2 separate regions of the Anas platyrhynchos genome follow, and region 1 is linked to region 2. Evidence: chromatin contacts called from public Hi-C data. All regions are on one chromosome and are shown on one strand. Each heading gives the region's core, a stretch centred on a gene start, on an enhancer-like site or on the middle of the called end of the contact. The rest is flanking DNA. Distances are from core to core; before and after follow the strand shown. Region 1 overlaps STK3 (serine/threonine kinase 3). Region 2 overlaps NIPAL2 (NIPA like domain containing 2).

Region 1 (3,605 bases), core at 146-2,645, 200 kb before region 2:
GAATGCAACTATAAGGTTGCATTTCTGTTTGCATGTATACACCTGCTGCAATTTGACTGGAAAGATGGGTTCCAAGTGCAAATCTGGTCTGTTTTATTTTTGGTTCAGTCTATAGCAAATGGGCAGGAAAGGGTGATTTGTTGATTTATATTTTTCCTTTTTTTTAGCGTTCTTAGCAATAAACATACCTCTTGATTAGTGATTAGTTTAAGTAGGATGATTCACATCATGAAAGCACTCTGTACATGCTTTAATTTGTTTTCATGCTGAAACAGTGTTTGCCTATTAAACTGAGAGGATAATGGAAGGTTAGAATAAGTGGTCTTAAACTAACACATTTCAACAATTTAAGGAAAAGATTAGTGATGCAAAAAGCCCTGAAAATATACTACAAGCAATTTTAGAGTAAAGGATAATAAAATAATTCTTGTGGTGGAAGTTATACCAAACTGATCAAAAAAGTTTCCTTACATATGCACTGAAATCTCTTATGTTTGTTTCTTATGTTGCTGAAGACACTTTTTTTTTAAAAAAAAAAAAAAAAAAAAAGTACTGTCACTTTCAGTTTGAATTGATTCTAGTAGCGATCTGTAATAAGGAATGACCTTTCTATACCTTGGCGTTTTGTCAGTGTGGTTGTTAAAGCCGTTCTTCCCTCTTATCGGACAGAAGAATGCAGTCCCTGGGACGGCAGGCTTCATCCCCCCCATAGCTGACTGTCTTGACACCTGTAACCCCAGCAAAGGAAAGCCAGCACCCTGGAAGCAGCCTGATAGCAGTGATGGTTTCATTTGACTGGCAGGGGACAGGTTTGTGTTCCTGCATTTGCGCAGTGAACTTTACTGTGTTATGCATTAGGTGCGCACTGCTTAAAAGTTAGAGCTAATTCAAGAATGGGGCCTCCACATCTCTCAGCTGAAAATGTAAGTTTTATATATATTTTTTTACTTAAAATATACATTTACTTTAGCTGTTCTTCCTCTGGTTTTGTGATTCATGTGTTAGGGGTTAAGCAGGAGCACTAGCAGGTGTCCTAAATAAATGTCGCCAGGAATGGATGTACAAATCGTTGGTCTCCTTCAGAGGCAGGTGCAGATTTGTTCTCCTTTCTGCTTGAAAAAGACAAGATTTTAGAGACAGGTTGCTTTTTCCAAACTGTATAGGTAAGATGGGCACTTCCTGCATGTTTGCATGACTTGATAGTAATAAATCAGATAGCTTAACCAGGTAGCTTAAAAGTGCTCTCTGATACTTCTGAATAACACTTGCAAGCAGTATGGAGAAATAAGCTTAGTTAACTAGGGAAGAGGGCTTTTATTTCCTTCCTAGAGACACAAACATTTTTGTAATGCTCTTGTTTAGTTTCACATTTGTTTCCCTCTGCCTTTTGTTTCCCTGCTCAAGGACAAAATAAGAAACAATAATAAGTTTTTATTTATAAGTGCCCATACTTAGAGGCCTCTGGGAGCCATGACAGAAAATAATTAAAACCATCTATATATTTTTTTTTCACAAATAGTGAATTGTGCCCAAATAAAACTGGGATTTGGAACAAAGAGGGCTGTCATCCCAACCCTACAAACCATACACAGCCCAGCAATAAACCACATTTGTGCTTTCTTGCTTAGTATGCCTGTACATGCTCTGAGCAGAGATTCTGCGGTATGTAACAGGAGGGAAGAAAATGCAGAGCACACATAGGTGGGAGGACAGAGTTCAGTCAGTGTCCTCTGTACGAGGAGGTGGGGGCTTGGGTAGCTCTGAAATGCGTACTTCTTAGGAAGGTCCCACAACTGGACTTTCAACTCAAAAGATAAAGAAATTTTTTTCGTAACAACCTATGACCTAGGTCCTATAACAGACTTGGCATGGACCAGGCACATGTGCAACCTATAGGCTTCAGCAAGAAGCCTACACTTACTTAGCCTTCAGCTAACACTTCCGAGTGTTAGCTTGCTGGACACATATGTTTATGGGATGGGGCGAAAGAGTTGATGATCAATGTTAAGAAGAGGCGAAAGAAGGGCAGAATAAATACCTAGCTTTGCTTGAGTGAAGTAAACATTTGGAGTGTAGTTTTTGATTTCATTGTATTTTTTCCTTTGAGGATAAGATTTATTTTTCAGACCCTTAACTTGATACCAGTATTCTCAGGGCATTCAATTTTCTTGCTCTGGATACAACCCTTTAAATAAGATCTACTTAGATACCTTTTCTAATCAAACAAGTATTACTGATCTTGGTGTCCATTAGTTTTTGTACATTCTGTGATATTTTCCCCTCTTGTTGATCATAAAAATAAATGGAATACTCTTTATCAGTGCTTTGTATCTGGAGAAAAAAAAAGTGCTGTAATGAAACTGATACCTCAGAATTTGAAAGCCATTTTCCTGTTTATGGACAAGTTCCTTATGGTCCTCTTCGTTACATGCTGTCACTGAATTCATACATTCCATAAACGAGTCTCAGATATTGTTCTTTTCAATCAAGGTTTCTTTGGAAGTCATTTCTGAATTGGGGAGGTTTACTGTTTATGCATTTCTTTCATAATTTATAAGAATGAATGAATGCTCCATTTATGGTGCTGGTTTGTAATGCATGCTATGTTCTGTAATGCAAAAATTTATCACTTTGAGAAAATCCAGTCATCCAATGTCAGTATATACCCCTTGTGCATTACTATTGTAATAGAATAGAATAGCTGTGCTAATAGAAGTTAGTAAGGTGTGACTTTTTTCCTGTAGCACTGTTAATTATTCCGTGTTGGTTTCCTAAATGTTCACATAAATGGCTTTTAAAATTACCCAGCAACCTAATTCAGACAATACTTCTCTAATGATCTCTTCAGCACTTAGCTTGCTATCTCTTGAGACTACATTGCTTCTGTAAAAGAGACTCAGACACAGAGTTCTTTGGATTTTACATCTCTCTTGTAATTTAAAACAATTCTTTAAAATTGTCTTCCCTTTTTGGCAATTAGGATGTCTTAGTTTGAATAGTGTAATTATGAATTTATAGGAACTCAGCAAGGAAACTTAATTATGGGCTGGTTTCAGCAGTGCTTTAGCCTGGGCATTGGTATTTCATTGATGTAGTTTTGTTTAAGCATGCTTACTGTGCTCATGTTAAGACAGTTTGCTCGATGCCACGTGCAGGTGTACTAATGTTTTTCCCCTGATTGTACAGAAAGGATGTACGGTAGGTGTTCCCAAGCCTTTTCCAAGACTTGAGACCTTGCCTGTGACTGGTGATCAAGTCGTACATTTATGTCACAAGTAGGAGTATGTTTTACAAATGTTTTTTTTTGTGTTTTTTTTTTTTTTTGAAAGAAAAATAGTGTTGGCAGTTCTGGTTCAAGAGCTGTTGCAAAATACTGCCTTAACATGGATTTCTTTGTTTTGCAGAAATAAAGCGTGCCTCAGCTGGAACAGAGTAATGAATTTATGACAGTAGTGTCATTGAATTTTCATATTATATTTTTGGAAAAATATAAAAAAAATGTTAAACCAGTTTTACAAGTCTCATTCTCAGGAAGCAAAGAAATACTTTGTGCAGGAAACTTTTTCTGTATAAAGACTCTAAAGTTGAGTTCATAAACTCCTCAA
Region 2 (3,419 bases), core at 309-2,808:
GCTGCAGTGAGCCCATGAATCAAAAGACAGCTAGAATGGGTCAGGCGAGCTGATGATAGTACAAGCTTTGCATGTCTTAAGAGTATCCTAATTTTATTTTTTTTTTTAATCATTATTTTGTATAGGCGTTCTTCATTCTACAAAATGTACTGTTTTTCTTCAAGACAAGGCCCGATGCAATAAATGAAAGCTGTGTTTTGTCTATCCTATTTGTCACCCTGCTTTCTTTACAAACTACCTTGAACTTGTTAATCTTATTTTGTCCAGGGACAAGTAGGTTCTGACTTTCAAAGCTGCCACAAAATGGCTTCAGCACGTCTCATTTCAGTTTTCAATCCTCTTGCAGGGATTTGATGAGACCCACGTTCCCGAAGAAGAGTTTTAGTACAGCTGAGTTGGATTTGCAAGAGGTAAACTGCAGGTACTGTTCGGATTGCTGACCTCTGGGAAGAGCATTTAGAAGCAGGGGACTGTGGGGCTTTGCCTTTTCTTTTTTTTTAAACATTTTATTTTGGGGAAATAAAACAAAGCAATTGCTTTTCCGCTTTTCTCAGTCTTAGCACTTCAGCCATGTGCCTCTGGTAGTTTATCTCCCCCCAGCTCTGTTCCTTCTACCTACCTCACAGGAACACGTGAGCGGATCACGTTTGACATGTCTGGCTCTTCCAGACTTGGAGCACTGAAAGCAAACCGTGCTGCTGCATCTGACTACCCTCTGTGCGTGTGTGTGCCACGAGCCCCCAGGGCTTACACCTCCATCATGTCACCCTGCCGATTATTTTCCCAGCTTGGTTTCAGCAACCCCAGCTGCCTTTCTGCCAGGTAACTTCTTCCAGTCCTTACACGCTGCTAAACAAACCCATTGCCCTGGACCTGCTCTGAACTTCCTTAACAAACACACGGTGGGCTGGCAGCGGTCCCACAGCACCTCATTCCCCTCAGTAATCACCGCTCTCCTTTGCAGCCTCATTTTCTGGATCTGCAGTGGCGAGGTATGCGCATCTCAGAGTCGCAAGGCACTCAGCTTGGTGGGTCCATTAGTCCCTGCCGGCTCTCTTCGTGTACCGGGCAACTACCCTGGTCCAGGCTGTGAGAAAACCCTTTGCCAGGTGAATCTCGAGCACAGTATTTGTTCAGATGCTCTAGGGGAGCGGTATGCAAAGCTACACAACCAGGCAGTAGCAGTCAAGCTCTTCAGTGCTACAGATAACGCCAGAATTGCCTTCTGTGCTTCCCCTCGGCTTCCAAAAGCTCTTGGAAGCCAGGAATGAGAGCTCGGGGTTTGTGCTGGCATCCATTTTGAGAGAGTTATCTGGAGAACAGCATGGGAGCCGGACAGTTTATGAGTTTGTTGTGTTTTTTTTTCACTGGGTTTGAGTTTCCTGGGTTCCCGAAAATGCCTGTGTATCAGAGCTCATGGGAGCCGATCCAGATGCTCTGGGGCAATTAACCAAAGGGTAGTAACTGCAACGAGATACAGCCTAAGAACAGATGTGTGCCACAACCTACACCTGATTCAACATGATGAACACAGACGTAGTGTCCAGCTGACAAAGAGATAACACAGGCTTAATTATCCACAGTTTGATTATCCAGTGTTGACACGGTTTTTATGACTAAGTCACCCTTGAGACACTCCGAATCTGGAAATCCCAACCACAGATAAAAATTTCCTTGCAGCTACATAAAGTCACAGTGTTTTTCTGACAAACTTTGGCTGCGAGTTTTGAGCATTTTTAACTTATCGGGCTCGCAGAGCATTTTACAAGGAGAGTGAAGTCTTGAGGCATAAATCATCGACTTAAAGGAAAACAACTGTGTAACAATATTACAAGATATACAGAACAGGATGCACTTGGATTCCAGTTTCTGTTCATTGGCTCAGCAGAGAGGAGGATCATAAATCAGAAAGAGAGAATGGAAATCAAAGAAAAGTAACAGGAAGTGTCAAAATGAAAACCTGGCAGAAATTACCAATAGGAGGAAAAGAAAAAAGACTCCAGATGTTTAAAAGAAAAAAGAAAAAAAAAAAAGATTCAGTGAACAAAAGATCTACAAGCAGAAAAGAAGCAAAAATGATAGCTTGGGTGGGGGGCTTCTCCTCATTCTTTCTCACGTACAAGTGAGGTCTAGGGAGGCAAGAAAATATGTATCTGAGGAGATGGGGGAGGCAAGGGGGGAAATAGCCATATAAACATCACCTCCCCTCCTTTCTTCCCATGAAGCACAGCTCTGGAAACTCTGATCCTAGAAATATTTCAATTGAGCTCACAATTCAAAAGGTTCATTAAATCCAGGATTATTACCATGAGAGAACTTGATCAGAGCAGCCAGACTGTAATGTTTAAGGGGTTCTTTATTTCCACATACCTACGTGCTGCGGAGCTCGGAGTCACATGGCGAGCATGTGAAGCCCGGACCCGCAGAGCCCCAAGCCTTTTCCTCTGGGGCCATCTACCGGCAAAGCAAAGCAAAACGGTGCTGGACCAGCTTCTCGGCGTGTTCCTGCCATGGTCACTTCATCAGGTGCACTAAGGGAGGGTGCTCATAGAGTTAAGGTACTCTAAAGCCTTCCTCCAACAAAAAACTCCACCCTAGACTAATTTATTCACCTCAGACTCTTTCAAACGAAGCTGTGAGCGTAGGAGCTAAGTTACAGGCTGATACTTAGAGAGACAAAAGCGTTAACTGATCCGTATTTAGTTTTTCAAAGAACCAAGCTGAACAGAAGATTCCTGAATCACAAATCGGTTACATTTTTATTTGTCATGATCATTTCAGGGTAAACGTTACCAACTGGTATATATTTGTATCATGCTTCTACTAAACTACAATGTATTACTGTAAACTCATTATTAAGCTGCTTAACTCAAGAAGGGCTGGAAGTTTAAGGCTATCATTAGACAAAGAAAAAAAGTCCAACCCACAACAAACCCAACTAACTAGCCCCCCTTCCCCAGCCAAATCAAATACCTTCCTCCCCTTACCCGCCCCCTGCACACTTTACAGGTTTAATGACTGTTTGACCAACATCCATAAACCCTATTGTAAAATGAGGAAAACCTCAGTCCTAGCATTTCCATACAAAAATAAATTCATGTTTTAAGGAACCAAAATATCCCTACTTATTAACAGAAAACGTACGCTGACCCACCAACAGCCATTTACATCTGAAAGGCTTCTACTATCTTTTCAAAAGTTCTCTCTCTCAAAATTGAGAGAGAAATTATTATGCTTTCCATTTAAGAGATTCGGTTACTATGATTTAAGATTATACAAACAGACAACCTTTTATTTGCATTTCATTTCAGCGCAGAGCTTTTCCAAAGCACCTCACCTGCTTTCTGTGCTAGATCTGTCTACTTAGCTCTATTCCACTGTAGCCACGGACCCAAGGAAGTGGTAAAACCCCCTTGCTA

Evidence for each region. A called contact is a pair of places that touch in the nucleus more often than the background predicts.
Region 1: a contact with region 2 is called in a Hi-C map of skeletal muscle, with 10 times the contacts expected there. The contact joins two enhancer-like sites. A contact is called at or near these places in 4 of 8 Hi-C or Micro-C datasets (F5 follicle, skeletal muscle and subcutaneous adipose tissue).

The regions. Positions count from the first base shown.
Region 1 is chr2:22,725,621-22,729,225 of IASCAAS_PekinDuck_T2T, forward strand. The region is part of intron 9 of STK3 (serine/threonine kinase 3); the gene reads left to right. Among named protein-coding and RNA genes, the nearest start is that of KCNS2, 72 kb to the right of the region's middle. Within about 2 kb of position 1,396, at least 1 of the 8 cell types and tissues checked has an H3K27ac peak or open chromatin away from gene starts, as enhancers often do.
Region 2 is chr2:22,921,068-22,924,486 of IASCAAS_PekinDuck_T2T, forward strand. NIPAL2 (NIPA like domain containing 2) reads left to right here. Exons shown (of 12, transcript XR_011807405.1): 11 at 347-421; 12 at 627-759. It overlaps POP1 (POP1 homolog, ribonuclease P/MRP subunit), which reads right to left. Exons shown (of 15, transcript XM_027452507.3): 15 at 1,103-3,419. Among named protein-coding and RNA genes, the nearest start is that of POP1, 25 kb to the right of the region's middle. Within about 2 kb of position 1,559, at least 3 of the 8 cell types and tissues checked have an H3K27ac peak or open chromatin away from gene starts, as enhancers often do.